Regions from separate parts of the Zea mays genome. Here regions 1 and 3 are each linked to region 2. A link is a contact called in public Hi-C data. All regions are on one chromosome and are shown on one strand. The core of a region is the stretch at or near the end of the contact, and the rest is flanking DNA. Distances in the headings are between cores, read along the strand shown. Region 1 holds the start of LOC541969 (R2R3 Myb transcription factor MYB-IF35). Region 2 holds the start of LOC100274968. Region 3 holds the start of LOC100283719.

What was found. A called contact is a pair of places that touch in the nucleus more often than the background predicts.
Region 1: a contact with region 2 is called in a Hi-C map of bundle sheath, with 3 times the contacts expected there. The contact joins the promoter of LOC541969 here to the promoter of LOC100274968 in region 2. A contact is called at or near these places in 5 of 25 Hi-C or Micro-C datasets (bundle sheath, ear, leaf and 1 more).
Region 3: a contact with region 2 is called in a Hi-C map of endosperm, with 4 times the contacts expected there. The contact joins the promoter of LOC100283719 here to the promoter of LOC100274968 in region 2. A contact is called at or near these places in 6 of 25 Hi-C or Micro-C datasets (bundle sheath, ear, endosperm and 3 more).

Annotation. Positions count from the first base shown.
Region 1 is chr3:54,959,813-54,962,926 of Zm-B73-REFERENCE-NAM-5.0, forward strand. LOC541969 (R2R3 Myb transcription factor MYB-IF35) reads left to right here and starts at 1,821. Exons shown (of 3, transcript NM_001111622.1): 1 at 1,821-1,953; 2 at 2,037-2,166. The coding sequence starts at 1,821.
Region 2 is chr3:54,737,291-54,740,404 of Zm-B73-REFERENCE-NAM-5.0, forward strand. LOC100274968 reads left to right here and starts at 1,296. Exons shown (of 1, transcript NM_001149201.2): 1 at 1,296-1,992. The coding sequence starts at 1,451. The coding sequence ends at 1,930.
Region 3 is chr3:54,602,941-54,606,052 of Zm-B73-REFERENCE-NAM-5.0, forward strand. It overlaps LOC100283719, which reads right to left and starts at 1,688. Exons shown (of 8, transcript NM_001371961.1): 1 at 1,561-1,688; 2 at 1,253-1,496; 3 at 1,014-1,085; 4 at 608-675. The coding sequence starts at 1,369.

The DNA.
Region 1 (3,114 bases), core at 571-3,070, 220 kb after region 2:
TAAAAATACCATAATCATACAAAAGATGGAAGAAGAGATACGAACTCATAATATATCATAAAAGTCTATTGAAGGCATAAATATATATAAAAATAGCATAAATCAGGGCCGTCGATCCGCCACCGTTCGCGCCTAGAGAAGTCCGTCGTCGTCGCGGGAGGTGGGATGCCAGCTTGCGCCACTCCGGGACGCGCGCGCCTCTGGGATCCGTCGTCGCGTGCGCACCTCCCTCAGGGCCACCATCGCGCCTCGCGCAACCGTCGTCGCCACCGAGCCTAGGGTGCGCCGCCGCCGCTCATACGCTTCGAGAGCGTCGCCACCGGTCACCCGCCTCAGGGCGCCACCGCCGCTGGCCACCGGGATCGCTGCTGCTCGCACGTCCGAGGAAATCGCCGCCGCCGCCATTGCTAAAATCTAATCACTGGCAGCCTAGAGGTGTTTTTATAGTCGTCCGAACCTGATGCGACTGAACTGGATGACACCGTTGATCGAGTCAGTGCTTCCTCTAGTTATTGTAAGCACATGGCTCCAAATATACAAACTATATATATAACCAAACAAACAAGATTTTGTGCTGCTGTTGGTCACTGAAAGATGCCACAAGGCCATCATGCATGGGGGGACGCACATCCGCACATGTAGACTGCCTCTGCCCTCTCTGCGTGCATGCATGGGTTTGCAGAATCAGAGAAAGCACGTGGGGAAAACTGCACTCCGTCCGGGCCCAGCCAGCAATCACCCCAAATCGTAAAAACGAGGCATCAAAAGGCCGCACATATTCTGTTTCTGGGCACGTGAAAAAGCTGTCCGGCTTTCCGGAGCAAAAGAGAAGGGGAAAAAAAGCGAAAGGGGAGCAAGCATGCAAGTGACTGGAGTGAGTAGGAGATTTGTAATTCGGTAAATCCAAGCTCTGCTGCTGGTACAGCCTAGCTAACTGATTGATTAGCTAGTGTCCGGAATGTGACACAAGTTGCACATGCACCTACGCACAAGAAGGGCTAGGATCTTGTGTCACACGTATAGGGGCATGTGGTTTCTCTGCCCTTTTGTTTGAGGCCTTCGCTTTTACCCTTTTTGCCATACTGAACAAGACATGAGAAGACGCATCGTATCGTGTATGCATTAAAAAAAATAACAAAAAAGCTTACAGTTTTATTTGATTACTCGTGTTTCCTAGGTGAAGTTGGAAACTACTACAGGTAGACATTGAGAGCGAGGATACCGACGAGAATTGAAAGAGCTAAAATGTTTATACTATTTAGTTTTAAATAGAAAGATAATTTTAGCTCACTCCGATCCCTTCCGATGTTCTTAGCTTCAAACAAACCGAATATTCTTACTTGTAGACAAACCGCTAGGGCCTAGGGCGACGAAAACCCCTCCAATTACGAGCGTGTCTCTCGTGGACCTCCGGGGGTGCACGTAACGACGGGGTGCCCCCCCCCCCCCCCCCCCCCCCGGTCTTCTGTGACATTCCACGTGTCAGGCCCAGGGCCATGAATTCTCTGCGCAGACGAGCCGCGCCCACGACTTTTTGTTGTTACGTGCCCCCGGTGAAACGTCCCACGCACCTTTCCTGGTGTGCCATGTGTATGTATATAATGTGTGTAAAAGGTAGTATATGCACGGCACGGACGACACCAGCAGCAGAGCCCCGAGCAATCCCTTCTCGCCCTTTTCACTTTTCAGATCCAGCCAGCCAGCCAGCCATCCCACTCCGCACCGCATTCCTCGCAGTGGCAGAGCTTGCAGCGGTGGTCTCTTCCCCTTCCTCCTGTCTCCTCCTCGCTCGATCTCCTCTCCCAAGCAGCGAGAAGCGGATGGGGAGGGCGCCGTGCTGCGAGAAGGTGGGGCTGAAGAAGGGGAGGTGGACCAAGGAGGAGGACGAGGTCCTGGCGAGGTACATCAAGGAGCACGGGGAAGGATCGTGGAGGTCACTGCCCAAGAATGCCGGTACGGATCGAAGTGGCGAGTTTGTTATATTAGCTAGCTCTGTGTGTTGGCAATAGGGGGGCTGAGGCTGGTTTTGCTGGCAGGGCTGCTGCGGTGCGGGAAGAGCTGCAGGCTGCGGTGGATCAACTACCTGCGGGCGGGTCTCAAGAGGGGGAACATCTCGGAGGAGGAGGAGGACATGATCATCAAGCTCCACGCCACGCTTGGCAACAGGTACCTGTCCATGCCTATCTATCTATCTACTATCTGGCATTCGATTCCTTCAACCTCGAGCTGCTTGGGCCGTGTCCACAGTCCATCTTTTCTCTTTGATTAATTCCTGCGCTTAATCAACTCCATCCATGCTCTGGGCCGCTTCAGGGTTCAGAGTTCTTGCACGGTACGTAGTAGGGGGACGAAAAACCCTGTGCGCTTTATTATGCCACCGACCGACAGTGGCGAATCTAGGTCCAATTTACTTGATATTTTTTTTTTTCTCTCTCTCTCTCCATCTGGTGCAAAGTGAGAACGGGAGGGCATGTGCCAAGAAGCTCTGTTCCCCCCTTCCACTGAAAGAGAAGGAACCAAAATCAAATGGCAGAGGAACACGGAGTTGCCAAAACCAGGCCGCGCGTAGATGCCCCTCCCCCTCCCTTCAATTGTTCATTCAGATAGAGCCTGTTTGACTAGTATGCTATCTTTGTTCCATCAAAAAAAATATAGATGGTTGAAATGTAGTTTTAGAGACTAGAAGAGGTGCGGAAAAGGTCGCGGTTTTAGCAATGCCATTCCAGGATGTCCAGTTAGTGTCGTGGTGCACCCGCCGTCTTGCCGGCCGGCTAGGTAGAAACGTGGTCAAGACACATTTCTTTCTAGACGGAGACGGAAGAGGAGGAAGCCGCCCCCCCGTGTGCTTTCATGGACAGGATGGTCGAGCAAGCAAAAACCCTGCACACTGGACGGTCACCTTTGTCAATGGCCACTTTTTGTCATGGGGCGAGTGAGTGCACGGTACTTTTCTACGTCCGCCCTCGTTGGCCTCGTGCGCGCACGTAGAATGTGCCGCCATCGCCATGGAAAAGAAGAGGGCAGCCGCAGCGCAGGGAATTATTTCTTCGGTTTCTCTTTCCTCCGCGCCTCAATCGTTGGTCATTCCCATTGGCGGATTAAAAACAATCCTAA
Region 2 (3,114 bases), core at 46-2,545:
CCCTATCACGTTTGTTCTTCCCTGCTTGTGTTTCGTTGCCATAGCTGCCAGGGAGATGCCACTTCGCCCCCTACCCCCACCGCGGCTAGATGGGGAGTTCCAAGCTAGCGATGGACTTGACCATCTTGCTCGCCCACATGCGTATTGTCACCATTGACTTGGCGCTTTTGAACTCGGCGCTGACACTCGTCGTCACCACGACGCCTCCCTTCTCTAGCCCCTTCCTGATGCCAACGACCTTCGTCTTGTCCTTAACCATGACACCCATATCTGCCCTGGGTCCGCCTCCTCCGCGCCGGTGCTCCTGACGGTGGCAAGCAGTGAGGCGTTGCTACGTGGCCCCATGGAGAGCTGTGGCGCGAGGCTTAGCACGTTGTAGGCCGCCTCGGCTCTATGCCTCGGCCTAGAGGCGGCGCGCGAGACAGGCTACTAACGGGTAATGTTCTTTGGGGTAGGCATCGCAGATGGTGTGGGACTCGCCGTGTGAGGAGTCGAGGTGGTGGAGTAGGTTGAAACGGTGGCCGGCAGCCTCAGGGCCTACGTTCAAGATGGCCATAGCGTGGACAAGTTTGCTCAGTGGAGTTATGAACACCCTGCATGGTAAACTCCTATTAGCCAGCTCCAACTCCACGTGAAACCTACTCCACTTGGAGTTAAGGAGTAGAGCAGAAATTTGTGGAGTTGAAGCCATGCCAAACATGACATAAGACTTCTGCATATATGCAAAAGATGAACAAACTAACGACAAAACTAGGTCTAAACCGTCGTTAGCTTTTCTTTTCTTATAAAAAACACAACGTGCTAACTAGAAGCATTCAACATCGGTGCTGCCCGGCTCGACCTGATCAATCTGCTGACTCGGCATTATACCATGCTTCGCAGTTCAATATATTACACTGCAACTAGCTGTTAATTGCATGCGACGCTAGTTCAGCTGGATGACACAGATACTTAACAACTCCTCCTATGATGGACCAGGCCAGTATGATTTAAACAAAGGACCTAAAATATTCCGCCCGTTCAAAAATCAGCCTCCCGTGTTGAAAAGTATTAGCTGGTGCGCGGGCAACGCCGAGTCAAAGTCAGGCTCGTACCGAACACTCCACTCTGCCACTCCCACTCCCACTCCCGCCACGGCCAGCCACACGCGCGCTCTCCACCTTCACGCACTCGGCTCCTCCACGTGTCAGCCGCAGGCCGAACCAGGTTCCTTCCAGGAAGCTTCCTGTGATCGGCTGATCGCCTCCGCACCCACGATATAAAGCAGACCGGCCCCGTGGAAACGAGCCCAAGCCAAGCTAGCACATCCATCCAGGTCATCCATCAGCTCTTCCCTCTGCTCACAACTCACAAGCAACAGTTCTGTTGGAGCTTATCAATCTCTCGATTCCCAGGAGGAACGGAACCAAAGGTCTGCTGGTCGCGCGCGTGCCACTAGTCAGGAGACGGGATGGGCAACCTTGTCTCGCAGTGCGTCGGGAACGGTGCCGGCGCGCGGCCTCTGGTCATCGGGGCGACGGACGGCAGCCGAACGATGGTCGAGGAGAACACCGCGGTCGCGGAGCTGATGATCGACGCGCCGGGGCACGTGGTTGCTCGCGCCACGGACGTGGCGAGGGAGCGACGGTTGCGGGCGATGGCGGCCGACGAGGTCCTGCGCGCTGGCGTGGTGTACCTCCTCGTGCCGGCAGGCCGGGCCGGTGCGCGGCTAGGCGGCCGTGAGGTCGAGGCCATCGGGAGGCTGGTCTCTGGGAAGAAGGGTTCGAGGAAGAGCAGGCCCGGCGGCGGCAGGAGGGTCTTTCCGGACGTCAGCGCCGAAGAGGACGCGGCTGAAAGAAAGGAGGTTGTGTGTGCTGTTAAACGGGCCCATGATCATGGATTTGGGCCCAGGCAATGGAGGCCCGCCCTGGATACCATCTATGAGGCCTAGATTTTTTCTTCTTATTAGAGAGAGTAGGAAACCCCATTCTTTGGTTTATATGTTTAGGAACTTACCATGTACAACTGTATACATTCGTCTAACCGTGCAACTAAAAAACGAAGACAGAAAAAATATTCTTTTTTCAAATTATTGTCTCATATTTTGTAGATATTTTTTTAAATCAGCTCAACGTGCGATGTCTTTAGTTGCACGAGTACATCAATGGTTACACCTGATGTGGTATTTTTTTGCTGAAAGGAGGGAGGCCAAGTTGTGTGCATACACTTTGTGCATGATTGGTTGGCTGCCCACCCGCGCCTAGGCTCCATTCATGCGTTGACCGCATTTGAGCATGTGGTTGGTTGGCTGCACGGTAGCAATCGCGCCTGTGCGCGCAGATGCAAGATAGACTTTTTTTATCGTCGTTGTCTTGCATGCGTGGGGAAGTAGAAATCGTCCGTTTCAACCGATGCAGACTGCGCTGAGTCAGGCGCCGAGACTGTTAGCAACCAAACAACAGGTTTGTGAAGACCTAACCCTTCCTATGTAGTCATATATATGCAATCAGAAATTTCAATGTTAGTGGTTGCTGGAAGTGAAAATTACTTTTTTCATGTGAAAAGTTATGCGCTTCGGTTCTTCCTAAAGATGGGGATAACGTAGTTATACCGAGGGCTTGTTCGGTTGCGTCTGAATCGAAGGGAATTAAATCACTCACTAGTCAAACTTTAATAGAAGTGGATTTAATCCCACTCAATCTAGACGAGCTCCGACCCAAGACACCAGCGAGTGCTCCGCAGCTCCTTGCTGTCGAGCTAGCTCTGTCCCATGACACCAGCGAGAGCTCATTTGCACCTTGTCATCGAGATCCTTCCTGCAACATCATCGAGAGCTCCAGTTCTCTTTTCCATCGAGCTCATCCCTTGACACCGACCAGTGGGAGCTCTATCGCTCCTTGCCGTCGAGATCTGTCCACGACACCCGCGAGAGCAAGATTGCGAGATGGAAGGTGTGCGACGAGCAGGGACCTATAATTGATCTCCAAGAAACTATAACACCTCGTCCACTCTCGGACCAGCGCTACTTACTCCTAGCAGCCCTCTAGGATCATATATCATCCCCACAAACCAATATGACTCTTTTGTGCACACTTTGTCCTCACTCATACGCGCCCGAGAAGACTTCTCGGTCGG
Region 3 (3,112 bases), core at 438-2,937, 130 kb before region 2:
CCCGACCGCCTCGGGAATCCCGAAGAACAACATGCTGCGATAGACATAGACAGCTGCCCTGCCACTGCCACTGCCAGAATGGAATGTGCGCCAGGCCACCAGCACCACTGTTCGATCAGAGCGCTTTGGTCTCTTGCTTGGTCTGGAGATGGTGGCGACCGGATCAGGGGCTTGGGTGAGAGCGCATGCTGTGCTGCGTCAGCGGATGAGAACGAGGGGGGCCGCCGCCTGGGACGCGTCTTGGAATTTTGCTGGTGGGTAGTATGCGGATGCGACGACGAGCTATCAAGAGCGGGTGGTTGGTCTTGGTCGCCTAAAGTGCCCGTCGCGCTGGCAGATTCCGTTTAATCAATCGATGGAATGGGAGATAAAGATGGGTTGGCCAGCAACCGCGCTCGGTTCAGATGAGATGAGGTTGATGCCAAACAAAAATGAACGAAGGAATGGATGAATGAATGAAATGGGCGAAGTGGATGTTCTGATGACAGTTACTATATTATGGAACAACTACAGCTGACCAGTGACCACCTACAATTAAGCACAGCATTCGCCCTGATAGATAGCCTTAATGCGCACAGTTACCAGAGAGAGATAGAGAAGGAGGCACCTGATGGTCACCGCGACATCAGCAGGTTGGGTTTTCTTGGGAGGAACGGTGTAGCCTGGCTCAAAGTTCTGTCAGTAAAAAAAAGCACGGCTGTTAGACAAAAGGCGAAGCTTCACAATACTTGGACTCTGAGAAAGGTACAATACTTTGCTGCAATAAATAAATAAATAAACAAAAGCACTTTGCACGCTGTGATCAGCAGGGGAGACTTGCACGGGGGGGGGGGGGGGGGGGGGGGGGGGCAAATTGCTTAACCTTCATCACCCGGATCAAAATTTCCCCCGTCCAACACAAGCGGAGAAGTTGCGTGGATAAAACAGTGAGCGACGACGGCGGGTGAATAACAGGCGAAGGAATCTGAAAATTGCTGCTGGGCGCGATCGACTCGGGCGCGACGAAAACAAACCTGGAGGCAAATCTCGCAGACGGCGCTTCCCTTCTCGTCGCACCACCTCTGCACGCATCCCCTGTGAGCGTACTGCAGGCGCGAGGGGAGGAACAACAGACACGTCGTCGTTCAGATGGCTTGGCCGGTGCAGCGAGTTCACGAGACACGCAGCAGGCGGAGCGCGCGCAGAGCATCATCAGGTCATGCGCCGCATGCTGCTGTAGCCGCCCGCATAGAGGATAGAGGAGGACACATACCTTGAGGGAGCCGGAGCAGGCGCAGGGCGACTCCATGGCGGAGCGCCGCTCGTCCTCCTCGTCGTGGCAAATCCTGCACTGCCGCAGCGAGGAGGAGCACGCTTCCTCTTGCTCCATCTTCTTCTTCTCTTCTTCTTCCTCGCTCTCTCTCTCTGAGCCTCCGTGTCTCTCTGGTCGTTGGCTGCTTTGCCTTTGCTCCCTTCCCTCCCTCACACCATCCCCTCTCTCTCTCTCTACCCTGGACCTGGACGCAACGGAAATGGCTTTAAATAATCTGGAAGGAGGAAAGGAAGCGAGGTGGGTCCCACCTGCACCAGGAACGGCCGCGGCAGCTCGTAGTTAGTCCCGGTCCTCCGCGGCAGGCGTGGCTCTCCAGTTAGCATTCCTCCGGTGCGACTGCGAGCTGGGGGGGCTCGATGCATCATGCATGCGTCTGCCTCTGCGCCCGCTTCTGCGTCGATTTTTTTCCCCATACGCGTGTGTGTGTATATAGGCAGCAGTACTCAAGTGCTACTTTCCCCTGTGTCAGTCAGTCAGACTTCGTTCCTTGATGCGAACGGTAGTGGGCTACTCCGACTTTATAAAGCCTTTTTTTCTCTTTGCAGCGTGTGGTATTTTCTTAATAAGAAATTAGGCATCCAGATCTAAAGGTTATCGAAAAATCGTGGATTCCAAGTCGAATACGGTCCGAATTATAGAAGACAGTGGAAGAAAAAAAAAACAGAAGCGAAGAATCAAACCCGCTAATTCTGAATAGTAAGGACGCAAAATCCAACTATAAAATCGAGATTTTGACAACCATGTGAGATGCAGCCACAAGTGAGGTGAGGTTGTTAAGGATGGCCACCGGAAAAGGTTATGGAAGAGACACTCGATCGTTATGATGCGTCAGTGGCGGCGTATGGTAGTGGGTGGGTGTGTGGGTGGGTGGAGAGCGAAAAGGTTACCGTAACTGAAGACACAAAAAATAAATAAATAAATCCAGTAGTTTGATGAAATGTTCAAGGAGATCTCAAACTATTAAAACATCTTCTACAACCGGAAACACAAATGTTGAATGACCGAAAGTGGTTCACGTACGATCCACCACCCGTATAACTGGATTAGACCAACCTTAACCTACAATTGTTGTTACTTCTCGTTCTGAACTAAAGAAGCATGAGTCAAACACGTTGCCTTATTTGTACCTAAGTTTAACACTAGAGTCATACGTGTAGCGACGCTCGTCTAGCTAACACCGTCAAAGATGACCTATGATTAATGGCCCACCTATTTTCCTAATTCGACGGCATGCATGCCAAAGGGGAGTAATCAAATGGCGAGCACTTTCTTTTTTCTACGTGCCAAATTTTAAGTGGTGACGTGAGCCTTCCTCATTCATCTATGGTATGTTAAGACAACCATTCCAGCATCCCCATACATAAGACTGGTGTCAATGTTCCGTACACGTGTCAAACCTATCGGTCGGGCATCACACCCGCCAATGGTGTGCTAGCGTTGAGCGGCACAGGCGCAGTCTATGAGGTCGTCGACCAGCCGGCAGGATCAGTACCCACTGACCGCTTTGGAGTCACGATCGATCCATATTGACCAGTCCGTATCGCTCATCGTATTGCTATCATGGTCCGTAGCAATTTCAGAATGGAGAAGTGCTTGAGCTCATTCACACAACCCTCACTTCAGATGTCTATACCACCTCCTCATTCTTCTCTCAACCCTCACTTCAATATATAAAAGTTTTTTACCGTTGAGATTGGCAACTAGCATATGTAGGATGTGTTGAAATCATTTCTGATACCACTAGTATGTTATGTTCCTATATTTCATGCTTTGAATCATTCACTAACTTGGTTCACAATA